Regions from separate parts of the Mus musculus genome. Here all the other regions are linked to region 1. Evidence: chromatin contacts called from public Hi-C and promoter capture Hi-C data. All regions are on one chromosome and are shown on one strand. Each heading gives the region's core, a stretch centred on a gene start, on an enhancer-like site or on the middle of the called end of the contact. The rest is flanking DNA. Distances are from core to core; before and after follow the strand shown.

What was found. Promoter capture Hi-C pulls out the DNA fragments that hold promoters and counts their contacts. A called contact is a pair of places that touch in the nucleus more often than the background predicts.
Region 2: a contact with region 1 is called in a Hi-C map of CD4 T cells, with 4 times the contacts expected there. The contact joins the promoter of Rragc here to the promoter of Slc2a1 in region 1.
Region 3: a contact with region 1 is called in a promoter capture Hi-C map of cranial neural crest. The contact joins the promoter of Cap1 here to the promoter of Slc2a1 in region 1.

What each region holds. Positions count from the first base shown.
Region 1 is chr4:119,107,339-119,110,449 of GRCm38.p6, reverse strand. Slc2a1 (solute carrier family 2 (facilitated glucose transporter), member 1) reads right to left here and starts at 1,705. Exons shown (of 10, transcript NM_011400.3): 1 at 1,478-1,705. The coding sequence starts at 1,495. Gm52706 (a long non-coding RNA gene) reads left to right here and starts at 1,701. Exons shown (of 2, transcript XR_003955269.1): 1 at 1,701-2,673.
Region 2 is chr4:123,915,950-123,919,060 of GRCm38.p6, reverse strand. Rragc (Ras-related GTP binding C) reads right to left here and starts at 1,628. Exons shown (of 7, transcript NM_017475.2): 1 at 1,294-1,628. The coding sequence starts at 1,527. It also overlaps D130007C19Rik.
Region 3 is chr4:122,884,546-122,887,656 of GRCm38.p6, reverse strand. Cap1 (CAP, adenylate cyclase-associated protein 1 (yeast)) reads left to right here and starts at 1,581. Exons shown (of 13, transcript NM_001358035.1): 1 at 1,581-1,843.

The DNA of each region.
Region 1 (3,111 bases), core at 456-2,955:
GTTGTAAATAACAGTGCAAGTGCATGAATTCATCGCTATAGATATAAACCATGGGGAAGGAGGGACTGATCTATAGATGGAGCCAGTAGGGAAAGTCTGGGAAGCTCAGCAGAGTAAGCGCGCCCATCCACCTGCCTGCGGTGGCATTTACTCTTCCTGCTGCTCACAATTTAGAAAACACTAGTGAAACCAGCCCAGACCTTAGGAACTGTGTGACTTTAGGAAACTTACTTCCCTTTAGTGTTCCTGGTAAGGAAGCACAGGACGACATGTAAAAAGCAGTTTAGCCATGAGCCAGGTGATCAACGAGCATTGATTTTTTTTTACCCTCTTCTCTACTCAGAATATTCATCTTATCAGCTCAAAAAATAAATATCAAGCGGAGTGTGGTGGTACCCGGGCTTACAGCCTTCGCGAAGCAGAGACAGGCGGATCTCTGTGAGTCTGAGGCCAGCCTGGTCTACATATGAACTCTAGGGCAGACAGGGCTAGGGGATGATGTCTCCGAAACAAAAGCAAAATCCAAGGAATTTGAAAGACGGAGATTAACCTAGGTCTGAGAGAAAAGTTTTACGCGGAAAAACCAAAGTTCGGAGTTTAAGTGGCATCTGAGAGACTCCCGGGCCTCAGTTGGTTTTTGTTTTGTTTTGTTTTTTTGTCTTTATACTTAGTTACATTCTATCTCTATCACTGTGGCCCTGCAGAGACTGTCAGTACGACCATCCGGAGTCAACTGGAGCTTCCTTTCCTGAGTTCCACCAAAACACCCCCACTGCCCAGTAAAGGCAGCCAGGGATTTAACACATGCTCGCACTGTTCTTAACTTTAAACAGGTAAAGGGGGGGGGGCGTGAAAGTGCGCATCCTTGAGCCTTCCTACATACTAAGACGGGAAAATCCAATTTTATTTTAATTTAAAAGGGACTAGAACTAACTCTACACAAAGCAAAGGCGGGACAAGAAAGAAACAATGTCGCACATCCAGGAGGGGTTCCGTAAATCCGGCCCATACAGGGCAAGCCTGATCACAGGTGAAGAGAGATCTTATCCAGTCAGTAGCTTGCCCCGGGGAAAGGCCCCACATCCCTGGAGGACTGCGCATCGTGAGGTCCTCAGAGCTCGTCAGCCCCCGACCCTGGCCTGGAGGAAGTGCCTTCTCCTCCTGGCCACCCCCATGGCCCGGGTTCCGGGCGCGGCGCGGGCTCCGGGCGGGTCCCGCCTCCTCCGCTCCTAGCCGGGGCCCGGCCGGGGGCTCGGCTCTTTTAGCCAATGGGCGCCGCGCTCCGGCCCCCTCCCCCGCGCGGGAGGAGCCGCCGAGGTCGTGCGCGACGTGCGGCGCCTGGGCCCCTGATCCGCGGCCCCCGCCCCGACCGCGTGAAGCGCGCGGCGGCTGCGTGAGGAAGCGGGGACTCGGACAGGCGCCCCGGCCCGCGCTCGGCAGCACATCCCTACCCGGGACTCCCAGCCCCGTTACTCACCTTGCTGCTGGGATCCATGGCCGCGCTGCGCTCGAAGCTCTAGCTGTGCCGGCTGCGAGACGGAGAACGGACGCGCTGTAACTATGCGTCTCCCGCCAGACCTCCACGCCCTGACGCACTTAAGACCCCGTAGCTCAGATCGTCACTCTACAAGCAAGCCTCTGCTCTTGGGGGAGAGCGCGCGGAGCTGCCTTTTTATAGGACCGCCGCCATTGGTTCTGGGGTGTAGGTGGGCCCGAAGGGGGCGGGGCCTGGGGAGCACGTCCGGGGCGGGACTCTGAGAGGCGTGGTTCTGTGGGGAGGTGGGGAGGGACGGAGGGCTACTGACCACAGTCTGGCTCTGGATGCTAGAACCTGCAGTCCCAGGGTGTGCGGGGCACCCGTTGGGGGCGCTCGCTGTGTGGCTCTGAGCTGGTTTGCACACCTCTCTGAGTCTCAATGGCCACTAGCAAAATGGTAGCGCTTGGTGCGGGGCTGTAAGCCAGCGCTAGGACTCTGGCTTCCTCACTAGGCTGCCGGATAACTTTGGTAGACTAGTCATAATAATAGTACAACCTCCTGGGTTATTAGGAAGATTAAACGAGTTAGTATTTGGATGGTGTTTACAACCGCGTGTGTTATGTGTAAAGTGGCATTAAGTTCATTAGAGAGACCACGGGAGGTCTGGCTCCGAAGCTGAATTCTCTCTCCTTGCTCCGTGTTCCTGTGCCCAAGGCCAAGCTCCTCTTTTGCTCCTAGACACCATGCCCACCACTTCTCTAAGCTGTAAAACCACCACCTCCCTCCATTTCTGACTTTATGGTGACACCTAAGTGTGAAGACCAGAGAGGCTGGGTGTCTAAATGGTTAAGGACATAGAACACCTTGGCATTGAACCAGCTCACCTATAAACCGCCTCTAGCTGGTCCTGGGCAAGCTCCCAGCCAATGAGCAGCGGGTTTCTCCTGGATAAAATGAGATTTGTTATCAAACCCTGGGCTATGAGAATTACAGGTGAGCTCCTGGAGTGGTGAGTAGGACAGTCAATAGCCTCTGTGGTCCCTCCAGTCCATGTCCCATCTAGGTTCACCTGAAGGGGGGATCTGGGAGAAATGACTTTCTGTTAGAGACAGGAAGCTGAGCTGTGTGCCAGGTGCTGGCCTAGGAGGGCACCCTAATTGAGCATGGACCCCTGAAAAGTAAAGCATGTGGAACTGGTGAGTCTGGGGTTCCCCTTCTCCTCTCTCCTGATCACCACTTTGCCCCCCCCCCCCCGAGTTTCTTCTGCTGACTGCAAGACCTGCCTCCTCTGCTCTTGCTTTCTCCAACCCTGGACCTGTTTCTTTCCTTCAATACATATGATGCAGGGCTGGAACAAGGCCCAAGCCTGGTCTCCCAGGCCCTTTCTTAGGGTACCAGTTCACAAATTCAGTCGCCCCCATTATAGAACTGCATGCCTATATCTCAGCCAACAAGTCACCAATCAGCCATCTTTTTTCTCCTCTATGACGGACGGTCCCGTGCTAGTCAGTGTCCCTAGGACAGAAGCATGAGAGTCTGTTGCTAGCTTCAGGGAGTCCCCAAGCTGGAGGGACAGGGAGAGGGGCAGTGTAAACCATATCAAGGATGAATACAGGGTAAGTCTCCAGAGAGAA
Region 2 (3,111 bases), core at 379-2,878, 4.8 Mb before region 1:
CCAAAGGTGTAGCTCAGTGTGGTCCCAGAGCCTGCCTATCATGCATAATACCCTGGCTTCCAGCACCTGCACCAAGCCAAGCCAACCTGATAGCTCGTACCTGAAAGCTCAGGATGAGCTTAAAGTCACCCTTGGCTACATAGTCAGTTCTTGGCCAGCCTGCTATACAGGAAGAAAACAAAAAAACCACAGCAGGGCTGGAGATGTAGCTTTAAGGCTTGCCTGATACAACCCTAACATACAGCAAATTTGTCTCTCAGTGTTAACTTGGAAGAGAGAAAAAGTTCTCATAGGTTTCAAGTGGTAGTTACTTAGCATAAGCACTCCCCCCAAAGGTCTAACTTTGACACAGACGTGAGAAAATAAAACAGTTGTCCAGCAAGTGCAGGGGCGGAAGATGTGGGGGTAGGCAGCGATGTTGCTTTTTAAAAACACCACCCCTACAAAATACCAGAGATTTCTGTTTGGACAGACCTTTGTGTCAGAGTGGAAATGGGGAAAGCATGGTTGTCTGTGACCGTAGTTTTACCAGAAGTTCGCTCTGTTTGTAATGGGAATGGCTGATTGAAAGAAATCAACCCTGCCTCTATTTCCCTAAAAATACAAAGCCTTAGGCATTCATTCTATTCGTTCACGACGGACCCAAGTGAAAACAAATGCACTGATGTCTGTCCGCCTGCAAAACCGTCTCCAAAGATCGCTGTGACCAGCTACTGGGGACTGTCACCTGTAACTGCAACCACAGGGCTACAAGTTCTAAATAAAGTAGGTGTAGCGATAGAGTCCCCCCCCCCGCCCCCCCCCCCAAAAAATGTTTTTACAGAAGTCTCCAACAGACTGACAACAAACACTGAGATGCCCAGTGTCTTCGCCACAACACTTTCAGGCGCCGCTACGGTCCAGAGGCTGGGAGGAGATCCCTGAAAACTCCTGTCACCTAAGTGAGATGCGGCGGGACAGCACGCTCACCAAGTTCTCCGCGTGAGAACCGGGGACGACGGGTCGGTTTCGTCAACGCCACAAGGGCAGCGACCAGAAGGGAGGAGTTCTAGGGCGGTGACCGGCACCTGCCTCCTCCCTCCAGCCAGCGTCGCCTCCTGGCCCCCCTCGACCCTCGGAGGCCCAGGTCGGGGACCCTGGGCGAACCGCGCCCAGGCTCTGCGCTCGCAGGTGTGGACAGTGCCCGGGGACGCAGCGCCAGGCCTCCACCCTCTCAGGCCTCCTGGGCACCCGCCACCTGAGCGCCGTGGGCCGGGCAAAACCAAGGGCAGGCGGCGGCTGCGGGGCGCTCACCTTCTGGATGGAGGATTTGCCGCTGCGCCGGAGCCCCATAAGCAGGATCCTCGGCTTGGAGCTGTCAGCGCCGCCCGGGCCGCAGCCGCCGCCGGCCCCCGCGCCTCCGCCGCCACCCGCCGCTGCCTCCTCTTCCTCCTCCTCCACGCCGTAGCCGAAGTCCTTGGGGAACGAGTCGGCTGCGCCGTAACTGCCGGCCAGGGGCGTCTCCTCCGCCCCGTACTGCAGGGACATGGTGCTGGACCACCACCGCCCGCGCCCTGACAGGCCAGGCCAGGTTAGGCCGCCGCCTCCCCAGGCCGCCGCTGTTGCCGCCGCCCCCGGCAGTAGCCGCCGCAGGGCCCGCCCATAAGCCCAGCTCCGATTGGGCCGCCGCCAAGCTTCGGTTTATTATTGGCTGGGCGGGCTGCCACTCTGGGACAACAGGGTAAGTGGTACTATCACGTGCCCGGAATCACCTGACTAGCAGCGGCAGAAGGGGGGGAGGCGTCACGAGGAGTTCGGCCTGGCCGCGCCTCTCGTCGGCCTCCGGGCCTTCGCCCTGGGGGCACAGCCCGCAACGCACCTCGGCCTTCCATGCGCGCGCTGGGCTGCTCCCCGCTCCCCGCCTTCTTCCGGGCTCCGAGAGCAACGCAGGGAAGCTTCTAGGCGTCTGGGTAAGAATTCTTTGTGCCCCCCTCCCTTGTTGCAGCTGCCCTGCCAGTATTTAGTGATGCTTGTCAGGTCCTGGGTACCAGGAAGGCACTGGAAACTGAATTGCCCCTCCATGCCCTCAAGTTGCTTGAAGCTGAACAGAGATTGGACTTCTGTGTAAGTTGACTCAGTACAGATTTTATGGGAAAAGGCCATGAGGATAGATGAATTGCTCTGGAATTGGGTGAGTCCACCGGAGGTCGTGTGTGAGCCAGTCCAGACCTATAGATTCGGCACGTGCGAAAGGCAATTAGGAATCTCAGTGATAACTTGCCTATGCTGGTACCTGGAACCCGATAAGGAAAACAGATACGAGCATGCTAAAACATCTTCTAATTCCGTAAGCAGATCGCTGATAGGATACTGCTGCCCTTATATTCTACCGACTCCATCTTCACGCCCACCTAGTGCCCCTCCAGTAACCCATCCAGCAACTGAGTACTTGACTTCTTTGTGATTAGAGACTAGAGGAATTAGGGCTAATGAAGGCAAATGATTACTGCCAAAGTATGTTTCAGAAAGTTGTAAATGTCTCGGACTCCCAGAAGTGGAAATTTGACAACCCTTAAAATACAGCCGTGTACACTCAAAAGGAGTTGGGGTAGGGATAGGGCTTCTGGTTTTACAAAGTGACTGTTGTTTGCAGGGCTAAGGATGAAATTCGGGGTCTTTTGCGCATGCTAGGGAAAATTCTACCACATAGTCTCATCTCCTACTCAGACAGACTGATCTGACTGTAGAGAGAAAAGTAAGCTCTAGTAGGCCGTCACAACCTCACCTAAAAAATATCAACTCCACAGTACCTAATAGACAGGCAGAATGCACTTAAATATGCGTGTGTCTCTCAGTATCAATGGGAGAATGCTTTCAGGACACCCTTAATCCGATTAACCGACTGGAAGACGGTCAGATTCCTAGTATAGGCTATTTACATGTGAACCTATGCACACTCCATGTACTTTATATTATCTCTGCATTAATTATAATAACCAGTACAATGAAAAATGAAATTGTGTCTTTGCCAGGCATGATATGATGGCCCACATCCGTAAATCTCAGTACATCTGAGGCAGGTGTAGAATTCCCCCCAAAAAGTTCTAAGTCAGCCCACTCTACACATCCTTG
Region 3 (3,111 bases), core at 332-2,831, 3.8 Mb before region 1:
CAAACTCAGGATTTGGAAGCAGATGTCTTTCTCCAGTTGAGTCATCTTTCCAGCCCAAATGTATTTGTTTGTTTGAGGCAGGGTCTCACTGTGTCTGGAACTCATTATGTAGACCAGGCTGGCCTTGAACTCACAAAATCAACCTGCCTCTGCTTCCCGGGTGCTGGAACTAAAGGTGAGCATTACCACACCTGCCCCTGAAATGAACATATTATAAACGGATGATTTTTGTGCCATAATTTGGTATGTTGTCATTTCTGTTTTAAACAAACTGGGAGTCATAAACTGGGGGAGGCCAGTAAATTGTCCAAAGCACCTTGATCAAAGTCGGGACGCTAGTAAAGGGCTCGGAGTCAGGAATGGAACAACTTACGTCTACAACCAGAGGCACCCAATGCCTCAAATGTTCCCAGATCTATCTATCACTGGGGATGATTAAATTCATTGGTTCTAAGACAGTCAAATGCGTGCTCTGTTTAAAGTTTCAACATCTACTTTGTGACCTTGGCAAGTTATTCAGCTTCCTCATTTGAAGCTCCGAGGATGTAATGGTACCTACCGCAGAGAGTTGCTATTAGGATTAAATGAAAATGGTTTGAGCGCTCAGCACAAGCCTGGCATGTAGTCAGCGCACAGTAAATGGTAGCTATTATTACATGAACTGTATTTGTTGAATGATTGACTCTGGCATATAACACCTGCATTCAACTTGAACGCGGAGTTGTCAGTCATCCAGTCGAAGGGGTAGGAACCATAGCACAGCACTCGCCAATTTTTTTTCTAGAAATAAATCTTTGTGGGAGGATAATGACCGGTTGGAAAGTGTTAAGTCCGGAGGAAACAAAGACGCGATCCCCCGTCTAAGAAGCAGGGAGGCGAAGACTGCCCTGCAGGCTGCAGTTACAGCTCTGAATCGCACACGGGCTCATTAGCAGCCAGCTGGGCATACATAGCTTGGGGCGATGAAGCCTCAAAAGCAAGATTTTTAAGGAATGGGACAAGATCTCCTTTAATTTTGCTCATTTCATTTCAGGGACCACACCCTACAGGGTGGGAGGAAGAACTCCGAAGCCTGAGGCGGAAGCTTAAGCACAGCCACGGACCTGACCATCTATGGTCACAAAACGCACAGAGCAAACAGGAAGTGGGGCGCGAGTGGAAGATTTTCTCCACCTTCCCAGCCCTAGCCTCGGAATCGAGCGAGGGCGAGCATGCCCAGACGCTCAAAGCCTACTCTATTAGCCTCCGCGACCGAGTCCATTGCTTTTCTGTACTACAGACAGGGAAACCAAGGCTTGCACGCCCAGCCAGGGGCGAAATTTGGTCCCGGTCCCCCCAACCACCAGACACTGGGTCTCAGAGCCTTCTAGCCCCACTGTTGTTCCCTGAACCTCTTCCGGACTGAGGCTAAAAACGTAACGACCTCAGTCTCCGAGCACAAATTGACAAAACAAGCAGCCACTCAGCTGTCTTCCTTTGAGGAGGTGGGGCTTGGTTAGGAACTCCAGCTCCTTATTGGTCTGGGCCTCGGGGCGTGACCAACCGTGGACACGCCCCTTCCCCGAGTTTTCCTCCCCCACCTCCCTTGGAGGCGGAGCCCTTTTCCAAACGCTCCTAAGCCAGATTCTCTCTCCGGTGGCGGGGAATGAGGGCGGAGTCACGAGCGGAGCGGCCAAACTTCTTCCTCTCCCCCGGGCTAGCGTTACAGCCAGTGGTTCATTTCCGGTGGGGGTGCCGCGCCCAGTGAGGGCCCGGAAGTGGGTCGCGCGAAGACCGCTGGGCGGTTCTTGCCGGAAGTGGAGAGCGGCTGATCGCAGTCCGGAGGTGAGGCGGAACTCTTAAGGTGAGGGTTGGTGGTTGGATAAGGATTGGGATGGTCTTTGGGGCCCACCGGGTCCTGGCCGTTAGTAAAGGCTGTGCTAGCCTACGCGCGTTTGAGGAGTCTTGCTGAAAGGCCGGGGTTTGGGCCCTTCGGCCATCCCGGGCTCCTGGGTGCGGTCTCTTGAGGTGGGGCTGGGGTACCAGATTGAACCAGGAGGTCTTGGGGAAGCCACTTTCTCCTTGATTTCGCAGCTCTGCCTATCAGCCTCCGCGGAGGCCTGATTCCTAAAGGCATCCTAACCAACTGAATGGACCCTGGGAGACCTTAGAATTTCCTCCTGACCGGGTCTTGTTCCCATTACTCGGATGGGTAACTTGATCTCGGAGAAGAAAAGAATCTGGTTTTAGAGAGAGGTTTCCAGTCCTAGATCCTTCCTTTCCTTGGAACCTCTCTAACTTTCGATCTGGGCAGCTGCAGGTTAAAGGCTATCTGGTAGTAGAACTAAAAAAAAAAAAAAAGTTAAAAATTTGGAATGCCTGTTAAATTTAAGGTAGGCTAGTAAGCCCTGCGTTTACGTTCAGTGAGCTCCCCTTACTCTTAGACTGCCACTGTTCACTCGCAATCCAAGCTAACTTTATGGGAGGTGCTGTCCACTTCTGGATCTGAAGTCAGATGATTCAGGTTGGGTCTGGCACAGTTGCCAAGTGCCTGTGGTCGTAGGATCGCTGTGTTTATTCTGTGTTGGCAACATGGAAAATGTCATCGAATACAGCTTTGAAAAGTCTAGTCATTGCCCCCATCGAGTTAGCAGTGAAAGACAGTTAAGAAATAGTTACAAATGTGGTGAGGGTGCTGTGGAAGGACGCAGCAAGGGAGTCAGAAGCGTTTTGAAAGATCAAGAGGGTGTGTGTGTGTGTGTGTGTGTGTGTGTGTGTGAGAGAGAGAGAGAGAGAGAGAGAGAGAGAGAGAGAGAATATATTAGATAGAGGTTAGTTAGTATCAGAACTGTCAGCTGTAGCTCTTTGTACTGCTTTCCCTTGAAGTGAAAATCCAGGGTTAGAACAGCACGTTCATCATCTGCCAAGCATTTATTGGACCTCAGTATGTGTGAAAACATTTTAGCTTAGGCACTTAGCCCTTCTGGCTAGGAATACACTTGTTCTCTGGTGATATGTACAGTATGGGAGGAACCGGCAAATCAAGGGTGGTTGAGTGTGTGCACTGTGTGAACACAGAGCTACTGAGAACAGGAGAAATATCTGAACCACAGTTCTAGGCAACAATGAGGG